Linked DNA regions of Mus musculus: region 2 is linked to region 1. The links are chromatin contacts, called in public Hi-C maps. All regions are on one chromosome and are shown on one strand. The core of a region is the stretch at or near the end of the contact, and the rest is flanking DNA. Distances in the headings are between cores, read along the strand shown.

Evidence for each region. Hi-C and Micro-C count contacts between places; a contact is called where the count stands out from the background.
Region 2: a Hi-C map of Th1 cells shows a contact between it and region 1, with 3 times the contacts expected there. The contact joins two enhancer-like sites. A contact is called at or near these places in 4 of 484 Hi-C or Micro-C datasets (CD4 T cells, Th1 cells, embryonic stem cells and 1 more), 2 of 115 datasets of contacts at active chromatin or transcription factors (memory CD8 T cells and regulatory T cell precursor) and 1 of 9 other capture datasets (embryonic stem cells).

What each region holds. Positions count from the first base shown.
Region 1 is chr17:29,377,031-29,383,303 of GRCm38.p6, forward strand. It overlaps Fgd2 (FYVE, RhoGEF and PH domain containing 2), which reads left to right. Exons shown (of 16, transcript NM_013710.4): 15 at 1,283-1,429; 16 at 1,815-2,505. The coding sequence ends at 2,030. Among named protein-coding and RNA genes, the nearest start is that of Fgd2, 19 kb to the left of the region's middle. Within about 2 kb of position 4,596, at least 47 of the 459 cell types and tissues checked have an H3K27ac peak or open chromatin away from gene starts, as enhancers often do. A contact at or near this core is called in Th1 cells and memory CD8 T cells, where this site is marked.
Region 2 is chr17:29,764,940-29,771,926 of GRCm38.p6, forward strand. No RefSeq gene overlaps it. Among named protein-coding and RNA genes, the nearest start is that of Ccdc167, 51 kb to the left of the region's middle. Within about 2 kb of position 4,917, at least 83 of the 459 cell types and tissues checked have an H3K27ac peak or open chromatin away from gene starts, as enhancers often do. A contact at or near this core is called in Th1 cells and memory CD8 T cells, where this site is marked.

The DNA of each region.
Region 1 (6,273 bases), core at 3,346-5,845:
TGGGTTCTGAGAAACAAGCCACCAGGACTACCCTCCCCTTAACTTTTTTGTTTTGTTTTGTTTTTCGATTTGTTTTTAGAGACAGGGTTTCCCTGTGTAGCCCTGGCTGTCCTGGAACTCACTCTGTGGACCAGGCTGGCCTGGAATTTAGAAATCCACCTGCCTTTGCCTCCCAAGTGTTGGGATCAAAGGCATGCGCCACCACTGCCCGGCATCCCCTCAACTTTCTACCCATAGACAGCCCCTCTCCTCTGATCCAAACATACCAGACCTGACAACAGCCAGGAGCTATGGACTGCAGGCTATTATTACTCGATTTCCCCGACTCCTCTGTGTCCCTATTCAGTAACGGCATGGCCTGTCTGTTTCAGTTCACGCTCTTAGGGCCCACCCCACAGTTCTGCAAGGCAAAGACTGGGATGTGCCCACTGATCTTGTGGGGTAGGCAGGGATACCCAGGCTCCAGTCAGGCAGACTGCAGGCACTGTTCTAGCAGAAAGGGGCCTCGGAAAACCAGTCCAGAGAGGTGATCTTCTTAACATCATACAGCTCTTCTTGGTCTCCTCTGTGATCAGTGTACCAGCTTGAAGCCCTCTCAGAACCACTTCCCATCCCATGAGCATGAGCTATGGCTACCAGCTGTGGTCATCTTTGGGTTACACAGTCTCCCCCTTGAAGGCTAAAGTGTCATCCCACAGTCCCTTGGAAAAAAAGAGGGAAGCTGGCGTATTTCAACTTAGACTCACTCCCATGAGCAAGTTGGCTTCTCACGGACATCGGCTCCCTCTCTACCCCATGTGTCCCCTCCGACCAGCCCCACAACTGGGCAAAGACCTGCTTCTGGAGTCTCATGCCTGCCAAGCCCAGCTCTGTCTCTTGACTAGCTCAGGAGGACAGCCCTGGCTCTGGCGCCTGCCGACGTGAGCACACACACCTCATCGCTCCTACAGTTCTGCCTACCCTTGGCCAGCATGAACCAGGACCGCATGTCTCTGAGCCTCTGAAACAAATGACCTGTAGTATTATGCAGAGATGCAGAGATGTAGTGATTGTGTCGGGAGTGATGGCGTATGCCCATACCCAGAATCCTGGGGTGTGGGGAAGGTGACCAGGAGTTCAAGGCCATCCACTGCTATATACCAAATTTTAGGTCAGCCGGGGCTACATGAGCCTCTGTCTCACAAAAAAAAAAAAAAAAAAAAAAAAAGTAGTGATTGTGAAGTCCCGTGGCTCATGCCACCTTGTGGACACTCTGTCACCTGACCGTCCTTTCTGCTTTCAGAAAGAGGCCTCAGCAGCACCCGAGCAGAGTCTGGTGTGCAGCTTCCTGCAGCTCATAGGGGACAAGTGCAGCAGGAGCCTTCCCCGGAGCTGGTGTGTGATCCCCCGGGATGACCCCCTTGTCCTGTATGTCTATGCAGCCCCCCAGGTATGCCATGTATGCTCCAGCTAGACTCCACATCCTCACAGGGGGACAGGAGAGTGGGCTTGGGGTGTTATTTACCCTGCAGGGAAGATGGGGAAACTGAGGCCCTCTGAGGACATGGTTTTCTCAAGTTATAGGTTACTGAGTTTCAGAGCTGGGCTCAGAGTACAGGAAGACTCATTCTTTCCTCTTCTTCCTCTCCTTTCCCCTCCTCTCTCTTCCTCCTCTTCCTCTCCCCTTCCCCCCTCCCCCTCCTGCTTTTTTTCATCTTTCAACAGGCCCCCTCCATCAGGGGGCTTCTGGCTCAAGCAGGCATATATGTCTGTCAGGAGCAGCAGGACTAAATTGGGGGACAGGGACCTTAACCCATGGCTTTCTTCTCCTCCAGGACACAAAGGCTCACACCTCCATCCCCCTACTGGGCTATCAGGTGATTTCAGGGCCCCAGGGGGACCCTCGGGTTTTCCAGCTGCAACAGTCAGGCCAGCAGTACACCTTCAAGGCCGAGTCTGTGGAGCTGCAGGGCCGCTGGGTGACAGCTATCAAGCGTGCGGCCAGTGGCCGGACCCCTGAGGGACCTGACGAAGAAGATGTGTCTGACTGAACCACAGCCAGCTGCTCATCGAGAGTCCATGACAGCCTTCCCAGGCCTACCCCATGGTTCTATCACTTCACCCCAAGCTGGGCTACCCCTGACCCACCTGATGTCTATACCGAGACAATTCATCCTGACTCTGTATCCAGCAGACACAGGCCCTTTCCTTCAGGAAGATACCACCAAGTGTCCCAGCTGGCTGGAGAGGGGGCGGATATCCCTGGATCATGAAATCTTCATTGCTAAAACAATGTTGTAGCTTAATGGGTGGCATGCCCATCTAACATGGATGAAGCCTTGGGTTCAGTCCTCAGCGAAACATAAACTGGGCATGGTAATACATGCAACAGTTGGGTAGGTAGAGGAAGAAGGACCAAAAGGCCGAGGTCGCCCTGGCTATAGAGTGAGTTACAGTCCAGCCTGGGCTACACAAGAACCTGAGAGCACAAAAAAAGTCAAAATAAAAGATGACAAGTACCAATAACTGGGACTGTTGTCACCCTAGTGAGGGTCTGAGCCTGGGTGTGAGTGACCTAGGAAACTTTGGAAGGGTTGAGGGGAAAAACAGACACCAACTAACTTTGAAATTGAACAATGTCTGGGTCTCTTAGCAAGGCTTTTTATTTGACTGGTCTGAGAAGGGGGAGGCAAGAGAACTTCAGGGGCCTCCATGGGAGGGCCCTAAGCACTGGGCTTCATGGCCAGAGAGGAAACTGAGAGCCACTCAGGGCACCTGCCAAAGCCAGGGGAACGATGATCATAGCACCAAGATCCCATGAAGCCACAGTGTGCGTGCCCACGTGTGCTTATGGTGTGTGTGTGTGTGTTTGTATACTATGTGTGTGCATGTGATGTGTGTGTGTGTGTGTGTGTGGTGTGTGTGTATGCTTGTGTGGTGTATGTGTGAGTGTGGTGTGCATGCATGTGTATGTGTGTGAGGTGTTTCTGTCTGTGTCTGTGTGTACGTGTGTGTTTTGAACCAGGTTCTCAGTTTATAGCCTTGTAGCCCTGGCTGGCCTGAAACTAGCTATGTAGCTCAGGCTGGTCTTACAGAGAACCCCCTGCCTGTATCTCCTGAGTGCTGGGATTAAAGGCACACAAGTCCACACCAGGATGCTCTGGGTGTTTTATCACCATGATCGAATTCCACTGCTTTCCAGATGAGGACATCTACTCAGAGAGCTTAACTGCTTGTCTCTGGGTCACACAGCTGGTGCGTAGGAGAGCCAGTGACATGGGGGGAGGAGGTAGAGAAAAGAGGGCGAAGGAGTTGGAGAGACATGGATGGGAATAAAATGGACATCTCCGTCTGGCCCCTCCTCCCCTCAGGGATGCTTGGAGTCAGTGAGATGGCTCAGCGGGTCAGGATAGAAGTTCCTCAAACATTGAAAATAGAACTACCATCTGGCCCAGCTGTGCCACCCCCTGGCTGCACACCAGGACCCTAAGTCAGCACTCCACAGGGATGCCTGCATATCTGTGTTTCCTGTTGCACTATCTCTGAGAACTGGACCAGCCCACATGTTCATCAACAGATGAATGATAAAGAAAATGTGTCACATATGCAGAGTGGAATTGTATGCAGCCATGAAGAGGAACACTGTTGTGACATTTGCATGAGATGCGTGGGAGTTATTGCATTTAAGCAAAATAAGCCAGACTCAGAAAGACGGACACCAGACATGGCGTGTTTCCTCTCTTTCATGGGACCTGGATTTAAAAATGTATAAATATGTCTATATGTTGGGTAAAGTAGGTCATAAAACAAGAAAGGGAACCATGAGACAGGAAGAAGAGATCCTAAGGGGAAGAGTGAGTAGTGAACACAGGACATAAGAAAACAGAAGGGGTAGGTAGGAGGGGACCAGCATGGGGAAATGGGGACCCAGGAAGGGAGAAGAGGAAAGAGAAAGTAAGAAAAATACATGCAGGAATGCTACAGGGGAACCCATGCTTTGTGCTGACTTTAAAAAAATAATTTAGGGGCTGGAGAGAGAGAGTTCAGGAGTGAAGGACATTTCCTTCTGCAGAGGATCCCATAGCCCAGGGCAGGCAGCTCACAACTTCAAGCTGCCTGTAACTACAGCTTCAGGAGAGCCAGAACACTCTTCTGGCCTCCAAGGGTGCACACACGCACACATGCATGCGCACACGCATGCGCACATGCACACGATCTTTGCATTGGAGAGATGGATTTTGCAGGGACCTGGGTTCAGTTCCCAGCTAGGGAAGGGACCTTGACACAAGGGATCATGACCATATATATGTCAGAGCCTGGACAAAGCTTACCTCCCCCTGACTTCCCCTGTGGGACATTACTCTTCTGCCCAAGGGTCTGAGCCGCTACCGGCACTCGGGGCTCTGAGGAACTTCAGGCTCCATTTGTTCTTTTCTTCTTGTTGTGATCTGAGTGCCCTGTGTTGCCAGCACAGCATCTTTCCATCCGGAGCCACACCCTCATCTCCAAATCAGCCCGTAGACCCCAGTGTGAGTCCACACAGATACAGATGAAAAGGGAAAGGCCGGGGAAGGTGGGATGAGTCAGGACACTCAATAACTGACAGTTTCCGAGTCACATACAGCTAACACTAGGGGGCAGCATCTCCCAGGAGTTAGTGTCCAGCCCACTGTAGAGCCACTCCTCCGCCAACCCCCTACAGTTTGTGTCCACTAGGGCAGGGCATCTAGATTGGGTTACCTCAGACTGGTCCTCCACCCCTGAGGATGGAGACGGAGACGGGGATGTCTGCTGAATGAATCTGTGCATAGCCTGATAGGCAGTCATGTGAGCTTCTTGTCAGCTTTTACTTTACTTTACTTTAATTAATTAATTTATGTATTTATTTTAAGATTTATTTATGTATATGAGTGCACTGTTGCTATCTTCTGACACACCAGAAGAGGGCATCAGATCCTACTACAGATGGCTGTGAGCCACCATGTGGTTGTCGGGAATTGAACTCAGGACCTCTGGAAGCATCTCTCCAGCCCCCTACTTTTATTTTATTTTATTTTATTTATTTATTTTTTTGTTTTTTGGGGGTTTTTTTGGTTTTTTTTTTTCAAGACAGGGTTTCTCTGTGTAGCTCTGGCTGTCCTGGAACTCACTCTGTAGACCAGGCTGGCCTTGAACTCAGAGATCCACCTGCCTCTGCCTCCCAAGGTGTGCGCCACCACACCCGGCTCTACTTTTATTTTTTAATTAAGGTTTTATTTCTTTCTATGTGTGTGAGTGTGTGTCTATGTGCACCATGTGTGTGCATGTGTGGAGGAGACCAGAAGAGGCCCTGGATCCCCTGGGATTCTGGGTCTCATGTGCCCAGGCTGTTCTCAAAATCAATGATATTAAAGTCCTGATCCTCTTGTCTCTCTGTGTTCCGTTTATGTAGTAGTGCTGGATCACAGAGATGTGCATGGCGGACAACTCTCTCCCGATTGAACCAAATCACCCCCTCCTCAGAAGGAGTCCTTCTCGCCCTAAGCCCGCCTGCTTCCAGGTCAGCATGGATTCCATGGGAGCCCTTGCTCATTCTCTTCCACATTCCCACGCTGCTCCTGGCTCTAAGCCATGACGCTGGTTTAACCCCTGAGTGTCGGTGCTAATACCAAACCTGATCACACGACTCCTTCTAATTCTGAAACTGTTGAGGTTTGAATGAGATGTCTCCCACAGGCCGGGCGTTTGAACACTCAGTCCCCAGTTGGTGACCCTGGTGAGGTTTAAGTGCAACCTTGCTGAAGGAAATATGTCAATGGAGGTGGGCTTTGAGGTTCAAAAGCCCCTCGATATCCCCAGTTCTCTCTCTCTCTCTCTCTCTCTCTCTCTCTCTCTCTTTGCTTAGTGCTGCTATAGTTCCTTGCTCTGATGGTGTGATGGTGGATTCTTTCTCTCTGGAACTGTAAACCCAGATAAATCCTTTCTTTTATAAAGATGTGTTGAGTGGGCTGGGCTGGAGAGATGGCTCAGTGGTTAAGAGCACCAACTGCTCTTCCGAAGATCCTGAGTTCAAATTCCAGCAACCACATGGTGGCTCACAACCATCCATAATGAGATCTGATGCCCTCTTCTGGTGTGTCTGAAAACAGTTACAGTGTACTTAGATATAATAATAAATTAATCTTTAAAAAAATATGTGTTGATCATGATATTTTATCACAGCAATAGAAAAGTGACCAAGCTGTGTGTCAGGAGGTGGTTCCCATCTACAGTGGTGTCAGGTTAGAAATCTGTCTGATGGACTCCTCCTTTGTG
Region 2 (6,987 bases), core at 3,667-6,166, 390 kb after region 1:
TTCACCTGGAAGTTAGGGAAGAGTGGGTGCCATTTCTCTTGATGTGAGCTCCTGGCATCGCAAGTTCAAATCTGAACCTCACTACCCCTTGACAAACATCTTCATAGCACCAAGCTTTGGCTTCTCATGTGTAAAAACAGGTTTTGGGTCCTGTTCCTGGGGCTGGGGTCTATAAGGCCCAGTGTCTGAGGAATGGCGTAGGTGGCCATCGGGCCCAGGACAGTCTGACCTTCTCTCTAGAGGTCAAGAACATCTCAGGGAGCGCTGACAGGGTTGTCATGTGAGCCAGAGATTCCCGCCTCAGTCATGGCTCTCTGTGAACCCAAATCATGTTGCACAAGGGACTTCAGATGTCTCCTCACACCCTGCTGAAATCAGGAAGAAAGGCACTGATTTGTATGCGAGTTTTGGTCTCCTCAGCCAGCTTCCGGTCTTAGGGTGGCCCTTTGTGGTTCCTCTTCATTCCTCCCAGAGGGTCTGACACCCACATTCCCACATTTCATGATTGCGTACTTTCCCTTAGGCTCCCTCAGCCTCGCCTGCACCTGCGCCTCTCCACCCAGGTCCTCCCAAGAGGATGCTTTTGTCTCCCTCAGAACAGAAGCGCATAGTAGGTCTAAGAGAGGCTAACTCCCGAGAGACTAGGATTTTCCTTGCCTCTGTGTTGGTAGTGTATAAAGCCCATGGAGGCGGACGATGGCAAACTGGATAAAATCATACGTGGAGATTTCACTTTGCTGGGGTTTGGCACTGCTTGCCCCACCCCCAGATGGTCTCTGCCCTGAGTGGTCATTCCCACCCGGGCACCTGTCATCAGTGTCTGCAGCATCTTCCCTCCCCTGACCTTCCTTCCAGTCTGGTCTCAATTATCCAGCATCCCCAGCGCGCCCTCTGCTCCTCAGTCCGCCTGCTTTTTCCACTTAAAGTCTGTGAACCCCGGCTACTAAAGCCTGACCCAGCCCTTTCTGCTGAACTTGGACCAGCATGTCTTTCACTCTGAGACCATTTTCAATCTCACAGACTCTGGTCCCTTCCCTTTCAGCTGAGGAAGCAGTCATCACTGAGATGTTGCCGAGTGGAAAGTGGACCAATATCCTTCCAGACTAGACTGATCTCCTAGGATGTTTAATAGCTGGGCAGTGGGAAGGTGCCACAGACAGAGGGTACAGTTTATGCAGAGGCTGAGGCATGGCAGCAGCAGAAGAGACCAGAAGTGTCAGTCAGCTTTCCATTGCTATAACAAATACCTCCGATAAACCAATTAATAAAGACGAGAAGTTTGCTTTGACTGATGGTTCTAGAAGTTTCTGTCCATGGTCACTCGGTCCCCTGTTGCTTTGGGCCTGTGGCAGCTCAGGACGTTATGGCACAAGTGTGTGGCTGAGAAGGTCTACTTGTCCTGTGGCAGCTGAGAAGCAGAGAGGAAAGAAACACATGAGGGGACCTAATGTCTCTTCAAAGGTAGGGACCATCCAGGAGGGCCTATGTCCCCCTAAAAGATCCACTACTTCTCAACAGTGACACACATGTGCTGACCTCTGCCAAGCCAGAGGGATGTTGCAGATTCTAAGCGTATGTCGGGAGGAGCAGGGACCAGGGAAGCTTGGCTGCTTCTGCCAAAGAGGCCTTGCTGTATCCCCAAGAGCATGAGATCTAACAGAAGCCAATCCAGGGGTGGACTTCTCCACATATGTTGGCCAACTCTTCCCCGGGACTCTCTTTTATCCTCGAATTTAGCAGGGAGAGCCTAGATTAGGGCCAACACACCAGGGTGCCCAGTATATCCCAGAGTTAAGACCACCTCACTGGTCTCCCCTCACCATGGCCCCCAAAGTATGTTCTGCGTTTCCTTGGATCTTGAGGTAGTGACTGAACATGGGGCTGCTGTATGGATTTGTTGAGGGCTCACCCCCCCACACAAATTAGGGCCCCTTTCCCACACCCACCTGGTGCCACACCCACTTTTTTCTTGCTGACCTGGGAGGGTTTTGACTGTGGTCTGGAAGAACAGGTGGTTTAAGGAGCTCCCCACTGCTAGAGTATGGGGCTCTTGTCCTCTCTAACTCTTGGGTTTGTCAGTTTGTCATTCTGTAACTGGGAGTTGCTCCTTTGTAGCTGTTGGTCTGGATTGTCATTCTGTAGCTGGGAGTTGCAGCTGTCTGTCTGCAGCAGATCTGCAGGTGCATGGACGGCTGGGGGGTGGGAATGGCGGAAGAGTATTGCAGGAACAGCTTGGGTTTTTGCTTAGGCCTGGGTTCTGGAGAGGCAGAGATTTGCTTCCCTTTCCAGCCTGGCATTCCTTTGCTCCCATACAGAATAGGGTCTGCTTCCTGTCTGTCTTACTTCTCCCTACAACCATCTGGCTAGAGCACTATTAAAATTCCTTCCCACAGGGAGATCGCCACTCCTCTGAAGGTCTAATAACAAGCTGAGGCACAGTTCCCCCAAAGTTCACTCCGGGAAAGCCAAGGAGTTTACTAGGTTCCTTCCAGAGCATACTTGAGGGGTTACTAACAGGGACCTCCCCTCCCTAAGATGCCACACCAGAAAGTCTTTACCCATCAGGAACTGCGGGCCGACTTCCCACAGCAGCACTAATTGTTCAAGTTCCACTTCCCTAGTCTTCCCTAGCCTGTGTACACTCTAGCTCTGTCCCAAGGCCACATACAGTTAGAACAGAATTACGTACAACGGGCCAAATACTCAGGCGAGGGTCTCATGACCCTCCCCAACCCCTGTGGGGGGCACAAACAGCAAATCCAGCTGGGATGAGCCTTTATAAGCAGGTATAGCTGAACTCCTCAAGATGGTGAGTGATTGGCTCAGAGGACAGTCACACACAAGCAGGCCCTAGAGTTGAGGCATAAGCAGTTGGGGTACCACACAGCTCAGACCCCAGCCGACTCCTCCAACAGAAAGATCTCCAAGGAAACCCCTGCTTGTGCCTCAAGCAGACCCCCAGCCTCAAATCTCTGCTGCTTGCTTGGAAAGGGCCACACCTCCTCTCTACTTTTCAGTTCATCCTAGGGCTGACGAGATGGCTCAGTGGGTACAGGAGCTTGCAGGCAAGCATCACAATTTGAGTTCAGCCTGCAGAACCCGTGAAAACTGGCTCCCTCGAGTTGTCCTCTGGCCCCCACATGCTGTCTGTCTGCGTTACCGAGTCTTTCTGCTGCACTATATGATTTATTATTATTTTTAAAGATTTATTTATTTATTATGTGTAAGTATACTGTAGCTGTCTTCAGACAACCCAGAAGAGGGCGTCAGATCTCATTACGGATGGTTGTGAGCCATCATGTGGTTGCTGGGATTTGAACTCACAACCTTCAGAAGAGCAGTTGGTGCTCTTAACCGCTGAGCCATCTCTCCAGCCTTCGTCGTGTTTGCGTGCACACGTGCATGGGGCCCAGGTATTCGGTGAGTTACCCCATTGCTCCCCACTTGGTTTTGGGAGAGAAGCTCTCTGGCTCTCTGGGAAGTTCACCAGTTTGGCCAGCCTGGTCCTCATGCCTCTGGCCCTGCCCAACGCTGGGATTGGAGATGTTCATGCTCGCTGGGGATTCGGGCTCGGGCCTTCCTGCCTGTGCGGCAGACACTTTACCCACTGAGATGTCTCCCCTGCCTCTGCACTCTGCGTCTTGGCTCTCTTTGTCCCTGCCTGCTCTGTTTGCACCCCCACATCTTCTGGGTCTCACCCCCTTGCCCTTCTAGCTGAGACAGCCCCTCTGTTTGTCACCAGCTCGTGCTTAGAGAGCTCACAAGGCAAGTGAAGAGAAAGGGAGGGGATTCTAACACCCCAGCCAGAAACCTGAAGCAAGTGTCGGTGGTGCAGTATCACTGCATAAACACACAGCTGTCCCCTTTACCTCCTCCTGGCAGAAGGGGAGGACCACAGGGGAGGACCACCAGGGAAGGGAGACTGGAAGAATGAACCCAGAGCAGAGATGAATGGTGGGGCCCCGAGAACCAGGCAGAAGAGCTGAAGGCAGCAGTCAGGACAAAATGTGGGTGCAGGTGTCCATGACAGCAGGCACCTCGCTAGGGACTTTCGACATTGATGGCTGGGCAAAGGGAGTTGACATAAGTCTATGACCATGGGATGTGTGTGTGTGAGTGCGCGAGTCTGTGTGTGTGCATGTGTATGTGTGTATGAGAGAAAAGAGAGAGCCTGTGTGTGCATGCATGCATGCATGTAAGTACACATACATAAGCCAATTATATGTAGGCATGACAGTCATTGATACAATTTGCTGAGAACTCGCTGGGGCTCCCAGCCTCTAGGTAGCACTTCCTGACTACCCCTGTGGTTGGAAGGGCCATGTGACCAGTTCTGGCCAATCAGCATTCTTAGCCAGTAGAATTTACTTTTGTGTCTCAGAGGCATGCAAGATCATGTCTCCTCCCCCCCCACTTCCCGCCCCGGCCCCGCAGGTGTGAGCTGTAGCATTTCCGACAGCCTGCCTGGGTCCTGGGGCTGTTTATGATGAGCCAAGCCCAGGAGGGCCTGAAGCGTGAGCCAGAACTGAACTTGGCGGTTTGATCTGACTCCTTACTGCAGTGTAACTTGGCCTACCCTGTCTGATACAAGATCTCATATGTTTACTTAATCATGTACGTGTACCCAACGTGTATGAGGAAGAGTACAAATCTCTGTGTCCTTTAGATTTTATTTAAAATTTCATGTTTGTGTGTGCGTCTGTGCTGTTGGGAGTCACCTTTCCCTCCACCGGGTAGGTCCTGGAGATTGAACTCAAGTCATGCCGGTTCAGGACTTGGCGGCATGTATCTTTAAATCTTTATCTGATAAACCACCTTTCCCTCTGCTGTGTTTCTGACACACACACCCAGCCTTGAGCAAACCGAAGACATCCCCTCCTCCCACCCCCTCACACCTCTCTTCACAGTGAAACATGGGGGTGCGTGTGGCTCTAACTCCAGCAGCCTTGCCTCTGCAGCTGCTCTCACTTCCCCGAGGGAGCCTAAGGTGGCTTTTTCACCGACTTCCGGTTCCATTTCTGATCCCCATATTGCTGGCAGAATGATTCACTCTGGGGTGGGGATGGCGACCTGAACTGGGGCCACTTAGAACTTTGCTGTTGGGACCATCAGGGAAGCACAGGTCTTCCCTTTGGGATGAGAGGGGGCAGGTCTTACCAGGGAGGGGTGCGCAGTCAGGTAGATGGATGCTGAGAGGAAGAGACCACAGGGTGTTGGCCTTGGCGATGCCCGATCTTACTAATGATGCTGCCTGTGGTCACTGTAAGATCCTACCTGGGCTAGGATCTTACTGTTTGATTGATTGATATTGATTGCTTGATTGGGACAGGGTATCACGTGTCTCAAGCAGGCCTGGAACTCACTAGGTGGCTGAAGATGACCTTGAACTTCTGATTCACTTGCCTCGAGTTCCTAAATGCTGGGACTACAGATGTAATCCCACGCCGGTAGTTTGTGCAGTATGGCAGATTGAACCCAAGCCTTGTGAATGCTGGTCCCCTACCAACTGGGTTCAGAGCCGGTCTGGGGTGGATGTGCTGGGGAGAGCTGGCATCTGCCAGGACCATGTCCTGAACCAGCACAAGTTGCATCTTTGTGGCTGGCCCTGACCATTGAAGTAAGTCCCTCTTCCCTGCCTGACACAGACTAAGAGGAAAAGATTCCTCCCCTCCATTTTTCTTGGATCTGAAAAACCAGAAGTCCCTCTCAAGGGGCCAGAGAGATAACTTTGTGGGTAAAGGCACCTGTCGCCAAGCCTGACAGCCTAAGTCAAGTCCCAGGAACCACATAATGGAAGGGCAGAACCAACTCCTACAAAGTTGTCTTTGTTCCTCCAAGCCCATGTCTTAGCAGGCAGGCAGGCAGGCAGGCAGGCACAGACAGAGAGGCAGACACACACACACACACACACACACACACACACACACACACAAATGTAATAAACACATTGTTAGATCCCCTTCAGAGTCTATCCACATCTTTTCTAGTTTTAAGGGACGCTACTACTCCAACGGATTGCATGCCGGGGAGGGGGCACCCCTCTTTAAACTTTAGCTGGACAGTTAGCATCCCTCGCCGGTTTCTCTCCTCCCAGCCCACACCCTCATTAAACTGTCCTTGAATGACTCAGATGGAACGACCCCTGCTTCCTGCCAAACTGGATCATTAATAAGATGTCTAGTAGGCATGACGTACTGTTGCCAACTTCACAGGCACCTTCAGCGCTTCTCATAGATGCTCTCAGCTGCTCCACATCTGCCTCTGCTGCCTCCTGTGTCCTGTCTGTGACCTCACACTCCCCACTCCCACTGCGGTACTTCTCCCAGGGACATAGCCACCCTATCAGGTTCTTCCCACTGCCTCTTCTGATCCAGGCCCAGTTCTTTCTCCTGGCCAGTCAGCTCTGGTCCCCACAGGGTCTTTAGCCACAGTGGAGGCTGGGAGTCCAGCCTTGGCCCATAGACTCTGGTCAGAATTTCCAACTGCTCCTGGAAGCGAGGTTGGGTATTCTTGTTTTTTTGTTTTGTTTTGTTTGTTTGTTTGTTTGTAATTTTTTTTTGAGACAGGGTTACTCTGTGTCGCCCTGGCTGTCCTGAGCTGACTCTGTAGACCAGGCTGGCCTCCAACTCAGAAATCCACCTGCCTCTGCCTCCCAAGTTCTGGGATTAAAGGCGTGAGCCACCACTGCCCATCGAGACTGGGTATTCTTTTTGTTTTTTTGTTTTTATTTTTCTTTAAAGATTTATTTATTTATTATATGTGAGTACACTATATCTGTCTTCAGACACCCCAGAAGAGGGCATCAAATCTCATTATGGATGGTTGTGAGCCACCATGTGGTTGCTGGGATTTGAACATTTGGAAGAGCAGTCAGTGCTCTTAGCTGCAGAGCCATCTCTCCAGCCCCCGAGGCTGGGTAGTCTTGAACGCCTCAAACATAGCACATTCCAAGTTGAAACTCCTTCCCTAAGCCCACTCTCCCTCCAT